Linked DNA regions of Mus musculus: region 1 is linked to region 2. Evidence: chromatin contacts called from public Hi-C data. All regions are on one chromosome and are shown on one strand. The core of a region is the stretch at or near the end of the contact, and the rest is flanking DNA. Distances in the headings are between cores, read along the strand shown.

What was found. Hi-C and Micro-C count contacts between places; a contact is called where the count stands out from the background.
Region 1: a contact with region 2 is called in a Hi-C map of muscle stem cells, with 2.8 times the contacts expected there. The contact joins two enhancer-like sites. A contact is called at or near these places in 2 of 39 promoter capture datasets (hippocampal neurons and liver), 28 of 484 Hi-C or Micro-C datasets (the 3T3-L1 cell line, the AML12 cell line, the C10 cell line and 12 more) and 1 of 115 datasets of contacts at active chromatin or transcription factors (fibro-adipogenic progenitors).

Annotation. Positions count from the first base shown.
Region 1 is chr7:40,259,283-40,264,142 of GRCm38.p6, forward strand. No RefSeq gene overlaps it. Among named protein-coding and RNA genes, the nearest start is that of Gm38996, 34 kb to the right of the region's middle. Within about 2 kb of position 3,224, at least 3 of the 459 cell types and tissues checked have an H3K27ac peak or open chromatin away from gene starts, as enhancers often do. A contact at or near this core is called in muscle stem cells, where this site is marked.
Region 2 is chr7:39,865,486-39,870,755 of GRCm38.p6, forward strand. Gm34052 (a long non-coding RNA gene) reads left to right here. Exons shown (of 4, transcript XR_391385.2): 3 at 1,715-1,882; 4 at 3,719-5,206. Among named protein-coding and RNA genes, the nearest start is that of Gm34052, 4.6 kb to the left of the region's middle. Within about 2 kb of position 1,801, at least 38 of the 459 cell types and tissues checked have an H3K27ac peak or open chromatin away from gene starts, as enhancers often do. A contact at or near this core is called in muscle stem cells, where this site is marked.

The DNA of each region.
Region 1 (4,860 bases), core at 1,974-4,473, 400 kb after region 2:
TGGTTTCATTAAGATCACAGACTAAGCCTCAAATTTGTGTTCCCAAGATAGAATTTAAGTTTGTTTGTTTGTTTGTTTACTCTGGATATTTAGGGATCACTTTTGTATCTTGCCCTGTAAACCAGGCTGGCCTAGATTTCATTATGTAACCCAGTTTGTCCTCAAGCTTTTTCTTTCTTGTCTTGTCTTTTCTTTTCTGTGTTCTTTATTATGTATTGATTATTCAGAATAGTGGGGTTTTTTATTGTGACATTTTCACTTGTTCTCTCTCTCTTTCTCTCTCTCTCTCTCACACACACACACGTATATATATTTACACACACGTGTATATATATATATATATACACACACATACATATATACACACACATATATATACGTGTGTGTATTATATATGTATATGTGTATGTGTATATGTATGTGATATATGTATTTTATTTATATTCATCCCATTACATCATGTCTTTTCCCACTCCTGCTGATCCCCTTTTTCTTCGAACCTAACACCCTTTGACATTCATGTCTTTTTTGAAGTTTTGTGACCCAACAAATTTAATCCCTACTTATAGAAGGATGCACATTGTGCCAAAAGCTACACCACTGGGGGGAAAACTCCTCCAACAATGACTAACTCCCTATAATCTTCACAAGGAAGTGAGACCTTGTGAGTCCCTCCTCCTCAGGATGCTTAATGTCCTCATTTTGTATAAGCTGTGTGCTGGTAGTCACATATTTGTGAATTTAATAGTGCCACAGATGCACTATGCCTGGAAGACACTGTTACCCAACATGTCACCCCATCCTCTAACTCTTACATTTCTTCTGCAGTGTTCATTGGGTTTCAGAGGACATCAGACAGATGTTCCACTTAGGCCTGAGCTTTTCATCAGTCATTTAATCTCAGTATTTGGCCAAGTTAGCAGTCTCTGAAGTCACTGTTGCTCCCTACAAAAAGAAGCTTCTCTGACCAAAGCTGATGGCAGCACTAACCTACAGAGACAAACAATTATTTAGAAGGCAGTTTGATGAGTATATCATATCTATTTAGCAAAATAACAGCAATAACTTCTTCACTAGGAGCTATCTCCTCCCTAGTTGTGGGATTTTGACTAGGTGTTGTAGTATCAGACAAGAATTCCCTCCTATGGAGGAGGTTTCAATTCCATAGAAAGCAGTTGCTTACCTTTGACTTAAGAGTCTTTTCAGTCTGTGATAATTTGCTTTCTCAATGGCTATTTGGTTTGTGATGAGACTAGCAGAGAAAAGCTTTGCATCCCATGGATACAGGAATCTGCACTGGTGGTCTCCTTCTCCTTCCCCTCTTGGTTTCATCTGGACTTCTGTCCCAATCATATGTGATGGTGCTGTCCACATGTTAACCTTTAGTTAACAGTTTCTGTAAATTTCCTCACAGACTCACCTGTGTATTCATTTCTTATTCCATTCAAACTGGAGATCAGTGTCAACCATCCTTACTTGGCAGATATGTGTGTTTTCTAGTTCTATGCATCCTTCTAACAAATCAATGGAATCTAAGGAGGAATAAGTAGCCCATAAGCCAATGGCTTAGGACTGTCAGTGAAAACCCACTAGTTGTGATTATTGTCTCAAATGAGGGATTGTGTGTATGAATGAGCATTTTGCCTATGGGATCAGATTCCGAGTCCAAGCAGGTGGTGTCAGAACTGAAATGAGTTATAGCATAACCAAGTGGTTTCTGCTAAAGAATTATTTAATGGGGAGTATATGGTGGTTTGAGAGGAAATGGACCCCCCCCAAGCTTATATTTTTGAATGCTTGATCCGCAGTTAGTAAAACTGTTTGGAAAGGATTAGGAGGTATGACCTTGTGGGAGAAGGTGCATGTGGTCTTGGAGGTTTCAAATACCCATGCCAGGCCCAATCATGACTCTCTCTGTGTCTGTCTCTCTTTGTCTCTGTGTCGTTGTCTGTTTCTGTCTGTCTCTGTCTGTCACTGCATCTCTGTGTCTCTGAGTCTGTCTCTCTATCTCTCTGTCTCTGTGTCTGTCTGTGTGTGTCTCTCTGTCTCTGTCTCTGTCCCTCTCTCTTTCTGACTGTTGCCTGTACACGTAAAGTTCTCATCTAATGCTTCAGCACCTTTGTGCTTCCTCACATGATGATCACAGACTAACCCTCGGAGACTGTAAGCAAGTCCCCAGCAAAATGCATTGCTTTATAAGTCGCCTTTGTCATAGTGTCTCCTCCCGGCAATAGAATGGTAACTAAGACAGAATGAATAAGTGTCCCCCAATATCTGTCTATGGAAGTTAACTGTATGTGATGTGACAATAGAAAAAAGTTTAATATTTTTAAAGTCCACTAATGACTTTGCAACATGTGCTGAGTGATTATTTCAACCACATGGCACTGAAATCACATGTGTCTGTCGAACATGGACACCTAAGAGCAGCAATTCTGCGTCCTCTTTAAAATTTTGCCCCTTTCTACAGTTGATAAAGTGACTGACAGAGGTCAGGTGCTCAGCAGATGTCCATCTTCATGAAACCTGCTGGTTTCACCAATAGCACTTGAGACCGTGTGGCTCCGGCTACACATCCCGTTGGGAATAGAGCATTTCTGGCACACATTCTTCAGCTTTCCAGGCAAAAGTTTGATTGGATGTATTTGGATGGACTTAGTAAGGGGAGGCAGCTGGCTGGCAGTGTTATCTGTTGAAATAAATATTATGACACCTCGGCAGTGACTTCGCTACCCACCTCAATGCTGTATGTTCCTGAATGAAAGACACACACAGCCTTTACACTTTAATATGCCTTACACAGCTCAATAGCTGGGCCACTGCCTAACCTCCACTTGGTTATTTCCAAGTTATTACTTACTAATTCTATGTTCTATCATGGCTGCTCTGGACCAACTGGGCTGTGCTCTGGACCCTGCTCTCCTGGTTTCTTCACTTGGTGGCCATGCCGTTCTGTCCTGCACTATTCTCAGCCATGGTGTGTCTCCTCTCTTCTATACTCCCTACATGGCAAATCTCTGCCTTCCTTCTCCTCCCAGTCCCAAGCCCAGGAATCCTAAAATCCTGCCCTTGTCTGCTCTGCCCAGCTATTGGCTGTTGGCATCTCTCTTTACCAACCAGAACCAATTGGGGGCAAATTCCCAGAAGCTACTTGCAGACACTCTGGTACAAACAGTACCAGAACATAATTAGCATTTATAATACATGCAGCCACAGTTATCATGCCAGCTTCTTCCAGGATGGCCAAATCAGAGTCCCAAAGGCAATATTGGGGTCAGAAGGGTACACTCTCACTGCTTTCCCACTCCTCTTTATGAGTCATTTTCAGATTGTTTCCAAGGATTCCAACTCCCTGGTGACTTCACACTCCCATGATTCCAGCAGGGAGAGAGATTGGCAGGTGGAAGAACACAGGATGTGGTATTAGAATCAGAGCAGAAATAAATACAGGGAAGTATGGGTGGGCACAGGCAGTACTCACCATACATGCTCAGAAGAACCTAATGACTTACTAAGCTGAAACCTTGTCTGTGAGTCCTGCATTCCACCTTTGCACCAACATCAGCAGGATTTGCCTCTGTCTCATGATTCATATCTAGAGGCTTCCCAACAGTGAAGCTTTTGGGGCTCCTAGGAAAAAGGTATAACCTAGCTGCTAAATTTGGTTGCATCTGATCTCTGCCTCTGCCTAGCCACTGAGAGGAGCTGATTTTTTCTTTTTGATTTATTTACATTTCAAGTGTTATCCCCTTACCAGCTTTCTCCTCCTGGAAACCCCATATCCCATCCCCTCCCCTGCTTCTATGAGGATGTTCCTCCAACCACCCACCCACTCCCACCTCCCCAGCCTCTATTCCCCTACACTGGGGCATCTATCAAGCCTTCATAGGACCAAGGACCTCTCCTCCCATTGATACCTGACAAAGCTGTCCTCTGCTACATATGCAGCTGAAGCCATGTATGCTCTTGGTTGGTGGCTTTGTCCCTGGGAGCTCTGGGGGTTCTGGTTGGTTGATATTTTTGTTCTTCCTATGGGGTTGCAAATCCCTTCAGCTCCTTCAGTCCTTTCTCTAACTCCTCCATTGGGGACCTCACAGTCAGTACAATTGTTGGCTGCCAGCATCTGACTCTGTATTTGTAAGGTATGGCAGGGCCTCTCAAGAGACAGCTATATCAGGCTCCTTTCAGCAAGCATTTTTTTAGCATCCACAATAGTGTCAGAGTTTGGTGACTGTATCTGTAATGAATCCCCAGGTGGGACAGTCACTGGATGGCCTTTCCTTCAGTCTCTGCTCCACACTTTGTCTCCATAGTTGCTCCTGTGAGTATTTCATTCTCTTTTCTAATAAGGACTGACGCATCCACACTTTGGTCTTCCTTCTTCTTGAGCTTCATGTGGTCTGTGAATTGTATCTCAGGTATTCCGAGCTTTTGGGCTAATATCCACTTATCAGTGAGTACATACCATGTGTGTTCTTTTACCTCACTCAGGATGATATTTTCTAGTTCCATCCATTTGCCTAAGAATTTCATGAATTCATCATTTTAATAGTTGAGTAAATTGTGTAAATTTTGTAATTGAGTAATTTGTATAAATTGTGGTCCATTGTGTAAATGCACCACATTTTCTGTATCCATTCCTTTGTTGAAGGACATCTGGGTTCTTTCCAGCTTCTGACTATTATAAGTAAGGCTGCTATGAACATAGTGGAGCATGTGTCCTTGTTCTATGTTGAAGAATCTTTTAGGTATATGCCCAGGAGTGGTATAGTGGGCCCCCACCTAGGGCAGTTGCCCAGAGTGTAGGGATCCTACTTCCCTGCTGTGGAGGAACATTTGTCTCCTCATCAACAGGAGTAA
Region 2 (5,270 bases), core at 551-3,050:
TTCCGGACCGTTGTTCAATCTCTCAGTGGTCTTTATAATAGTCACCATAGGGCAACTATAGACAGTCCAAAGACCTTCTGTCTTTATTTGCAGTTTCATCTTTACCTTATCTATCTATCTATCTATCTATCTATCTATCTATCTATCTATCTATTATTTCTTATAAGCTTATATACTTGAGGGAAGAAGTTTGTTCCTCAGCTGCCTGGAAGAGCGTCACTGGTCTGAGGCAACCATGCATATTCCTTTCTCCTTGCTAGTGGCAGGTTCAGGAAGGGCATGAAATATGCATTTGGACAATGAGACAAGAGAAGGGATAGTAGTTGGGGGCAGCAGGGACAGATGTCTCCAAAGCTTTATAATGAGAAGGGCATCCTGTCATGGGCAGTGACACAGAGGAGTCTAGAGGACATGATGGCAGGAACAGGGCTGACACAGAGGGCATGTGTTGCATGATCTCATTTATATGAAAAGACAAAAATGTCAGACTCAGAAGCAGAGGGTGGAATCATGCTTGAGGGGTCAGGGCTGGGGGAAAGTTTGGAGGTGTTAATCACAAGGGCTGAACTTTCAGGCATAAACTGAATAAGTATGGGTGACCAGATATAGAATACAGTGACTATTATAGTCTATAACAATGTTTGTAATGTGAGATTTGTCAAAAACAAAAGTAGAGGTCAGGTGTTCTCATTGCTCGCACAGGGCCCTGTGGTCACGCACATACATGTACACACATTTGCACCTTCACACTAAAAACTGAGGCAGTGAATATGCTAATTTGCTTGCTTTTAGTAATAACTTCACAGAAAATATATTCAACCAGACATCAGGTGCACATGGTGATGCATTCCTTTAAGCCAAACACTTGGGAGGCAGAAACAGGCATGTCTCTGTGAGTTCAAGTGCAGCTTGTTTTACAAGGTAAATTCCAGGCCAGCTAGGGCTGCATAGTGAGGCACTTTCTAACAACCACCACAACAACAAAACAACCACCACCACCACCTCCAATAAAAACAAGAACAAAAATTAACCGTGTTGCGTCTAGGTATGACAGTGCATGACTGTAGTCCTAATAAACAGAAGGCTAAGGCGGGAGAATCAAGGACAGCATGAACTGCATGGTAAGAGCTTGTCTCAAAAATCTAATCCAATAAAATCAAACCCACAAAACAACCCCTCCAGACCCAGCCCTTCTCAAATCCCATCAACAAATATCACGTGGTGTACCTTAAATCCAAATTATTTTGGCAATATTCTCCTTTCTGTGTCAGCCTTGCTTCCCTTGCGATCACATCACCGAGCTGCATCCATATTGCTCGCCACGGTGGGATGCCCTTCTCATTGCAAAGTCACAGCAGACACCTCTCTCTGTGCCCTCACTTGCTATTCCTCCTCCTATTTCACTGTCCAAATGCATATTTCATGCCCTTCCTGATCCTGCAAAGAGAAAAGGCTTCACATGATTGCTTCAGACCAGTGACTAAGAAAAAGACTCCATCCTCAAGTAAACAACTTACAGGAGAAAAAAAACAAAAACAAAAACAAAAACAACCCACAAAGCAGTCTTTAGACAAAACTACAAAGCAAGATGGGAAGATAGTCAGGTCCTCTGCACTATAAAAATAAGGGGAAAAAGTTAAAGGTACATGGAGGAAGTAGTTACTTATTAGTCTCTGTACAGTGGGATGTGACATGTCTGGGTTTGCATCAACAGCTATCTTGGACCCAAAGCTGGGGCAGAGGCCAAGAATTACAGAGCAGCAAAGCAGACACGGCCTGAGTCCTGGAAAAGGGTGCTTTGACTCAGAATGACACAATTCTGGAAATCCCCTATTTTATTCTGCTTGCAGCAGAAGATGGAGGCTCCTGTCCCTTGAGCAGGGTGAGTTATATTTTTTGATAATGTACAGTCCAACACACTCTAGGGAGAACACAGCCTTTGTTCATCATAATAAAGATTTGCATTGGATTTAGAAAGTAGTGGAAATAAACATGCATTGTTTTGCTTCCTTCTTTGTATGACTTTATGTGTTACTTTATTTGTGTATGTGAACATGTGCACACATGCCACAGCAAACATGTACAGGTCAGAGGATAATTTGTGGGAGTCAGCTTTCTTTCAACCATGTAGGACCCAGGGATTCAATGCTGGCCACCAGCCTTGGCAGCAAGTACTTTTCCCTGCTGAGCTATCTCAACAGCCCTTTGTTTCTGAGAATGGCTCGGTTCTATACTCGAGGCTGGCTACCAGACAAAATCCTTTTGTCTCAGCTTCCACATGCTGATATTACAATTGGATTCCACTTCACCCAGCTGAATACGAAATGTCTGAGAGAGTATTTAAGATTGGGGAGTAGTCAAAATGTGTGGTTTTTTTTTTTAAGTATTCAAATGGGATTGTACCTGCTTGAGTTCACAGAATAATTAACTATAACATAATCTGTTGATTGGGCGCTGGAGAGATGGTTCAGTGGTTGAAACATTTGGTGTTGTAGAAGATCCCAAAAGCCACACAGTGACTTACAACTGCCTGTAGCTTCAGTTCCAGGGGACTCAACGCCTTCATAAGTACGATGTATGAATGTGAAACACACACACACACACACACACACACACACACACACACACACACACACACACACACACACATACATATATACATACACACATAGCTTCATATATATATGTGATATGTATATATGAAAAACACTCATACACATGCAATAAGAATACATACATTTAAAAAACATTTTTCTTTGTAATGCTAAAACCTCTGTCTGTATTTTATTGATTAAAAGCTTGATCTAAACCAAGAAAAGAGGCCTCAAACTATTGTAAACAAAGATCACATTTTTGAAAAAGCTTAGAAATACACAAAATGACATCTTTGAAGGAGAGTGTTCATGGGCTCTCACTTCTCTGATTGTGGAGAGCTGGAGTGTTGTAGGATCAGAGTCAAATTACCTCATGATAGCTGTAGTTACCTTAGCAACTATGCGTTTGCATTCTCATGACTATTAGGTAAACCCCAAACAGATTCCTGGCTTCCTGAAATAAGAAGTCAAAGAACCTCATCAAATAGCATCTGATGCCTACAGCAGAGGCTTTCCTATTTAGTTTTAGCCTGCCTTCCTGATGTTTCTGCCAATGTATTCTTAAAATACTTCGTTTTATTACTTTATTGTATTCTGTTAATAGAAAATCTTACGAAATGAAATTCCACGTTAAAATGTGGCATTTCAGGCAACCTTAATTCCTGTTCCTTAGGCCATACTTACTAATATTTGACTCCAGAATAATAATAACAAATTAAATAATAAAAATTACTTATGCTATAATAAATTAAATTTAATTAATAACATCTGGCTCCCTGAGTTTTTGCCCTGGCAAGGACAACAGCTGCCATCTAGGTCACATCATGTCACTTTAAGGGAGGGTCATGTGATATAGGTATGTGGCATGGGGCTGATGTCATGACTTTAAAATCTAGTGTTGCTCTAAGTGAGGGCATTAGGCTTTGGAATTGGACAATAGTTGATGGGACAGGAAATCAAACTTAATTTGATTAGTTGGATTTGGACAACCCTCTATTTCTTTCATCTATAAAATGAAATAATAATAACAGCCATGAAAATACAGCGGGAAAGTAGAAAAAGCATCTGAAAGGTGACTTTACTCTGGCAAGCACTCAGTAAATATTAGTCATTTTTTTTTGCAGGGAACTCGGCTTCTTACAAAGAGGTGGCTGCCTGGGAAATCTCCACACTTACTGGGGGAACAGAGAAATCAACTGGCAGACCATCTCCCTTGCTCAGGCACCACGATCTTACTTTAAGGAGGCCAAAGCTCACTTGCGACTTCAGCAATGGATATTTCTTGTAATTTTAGAGAATGTAATGTATTTTTTGCTAAAGGTCTCTGAGGTTATAAATTTCTCCAGCATCCGAGAATACGTATCAGGGTTTTCTCTACTTACTTGGTCCCCTGTGGAAGTCTGCCTATTCCAGGTAGTGAGACAGATAGACCTGCACTTGTCAAGTTCTGATTATTCTGCTGCATAGTACAATACATGGATTATCAGATGAGAGACCCATGTGCAGGAGGTGCAAACGACAGCAGGACCACTGTCTGAACATTTGATGCACCAGTGGGCTTGCCCTAAGCATGCCACATATGCATCTTGGAGACACAGCCATGTAAAACTATGATGAACTCTACTGCATAAATGAACTGGAAGAGACTTGCAGAAGTCCAGAGTCAAAGAAGCTTGTCGCATAGGCTGGGCTGAGCATGCATACCTCTGCTGACTCCATGTTATAGCTATCATCCTTGCATGTTCGGACAACCTCAATCAAACCTCAGTGTTGGTTGTCTGTGTTGGTCTGCCGCTTTGGAGATACTAGGAGAACAGGAGAGAGCCATTCACTTCTGGATCTTAGATGCTACCTCTAGAGATTTTGGCATTTCAAAGGTAGGAAGCTTAACATACTGTCTGGGCTCAATCCCAAGGTTATGGTAGCATTGCTGTAAATAAGTTCCTTAAATTGATCACCATATATAAAATAAAGCTATCAATAGTGCCTCCCTACAGGGTTGTTATAAAAAGTAATGAATAGATACTTAGGAAATGCCAATATCTGATGCTGTTATTCAATTGACTTCAAGAGGGGAAAGGCTCAAAGTGGCAAAGTAGAGCACCATGTCAAAGCTGTAGGAGATGGCTTCACGTCTGCCGAGTATGTTCTAAGTAGCACTGGACAAGTTCTTGATGTAGCTTGGAGGACTGGCACTGTCACCTACTCATGAATGATGGACTCGGTCCTACAGTCTATGTAGGGGTACAATGGTTTGCTTATGTGCCTAAATAAAACAGAAGGGCTCACCTGTACTAACTCATGTGCCATATTTTGTATGTAACAGTGAGCATTCTTGCTATTAAATGAGTGTTAAAGGTGGAGGAGAGGCTTAAAGCTGAGTGTCCTGTCAGGCTTTCTATAGAACACATATTGCAATTTCTCCCATTCTTTCCCTCCCCCTCCCCCTGCTTTGTCATGCCTTCTTTATTTTTTATTGTCAATTAGTAAATAACAATAACCACCTTTACTATTATTATTATGTAGACTAGTTATGCAGCCCATGCTGGGCTTTAGCTTCTGCCTCAGCTCTGTGATGGCTAAAGAAACTTCATCTTATGTTAGACATCCATCTTGGTACCCACTAGCCATTTGTCTCTTACTCCAGTCCCTAAAAGATAAATCCCCAGAAACCCT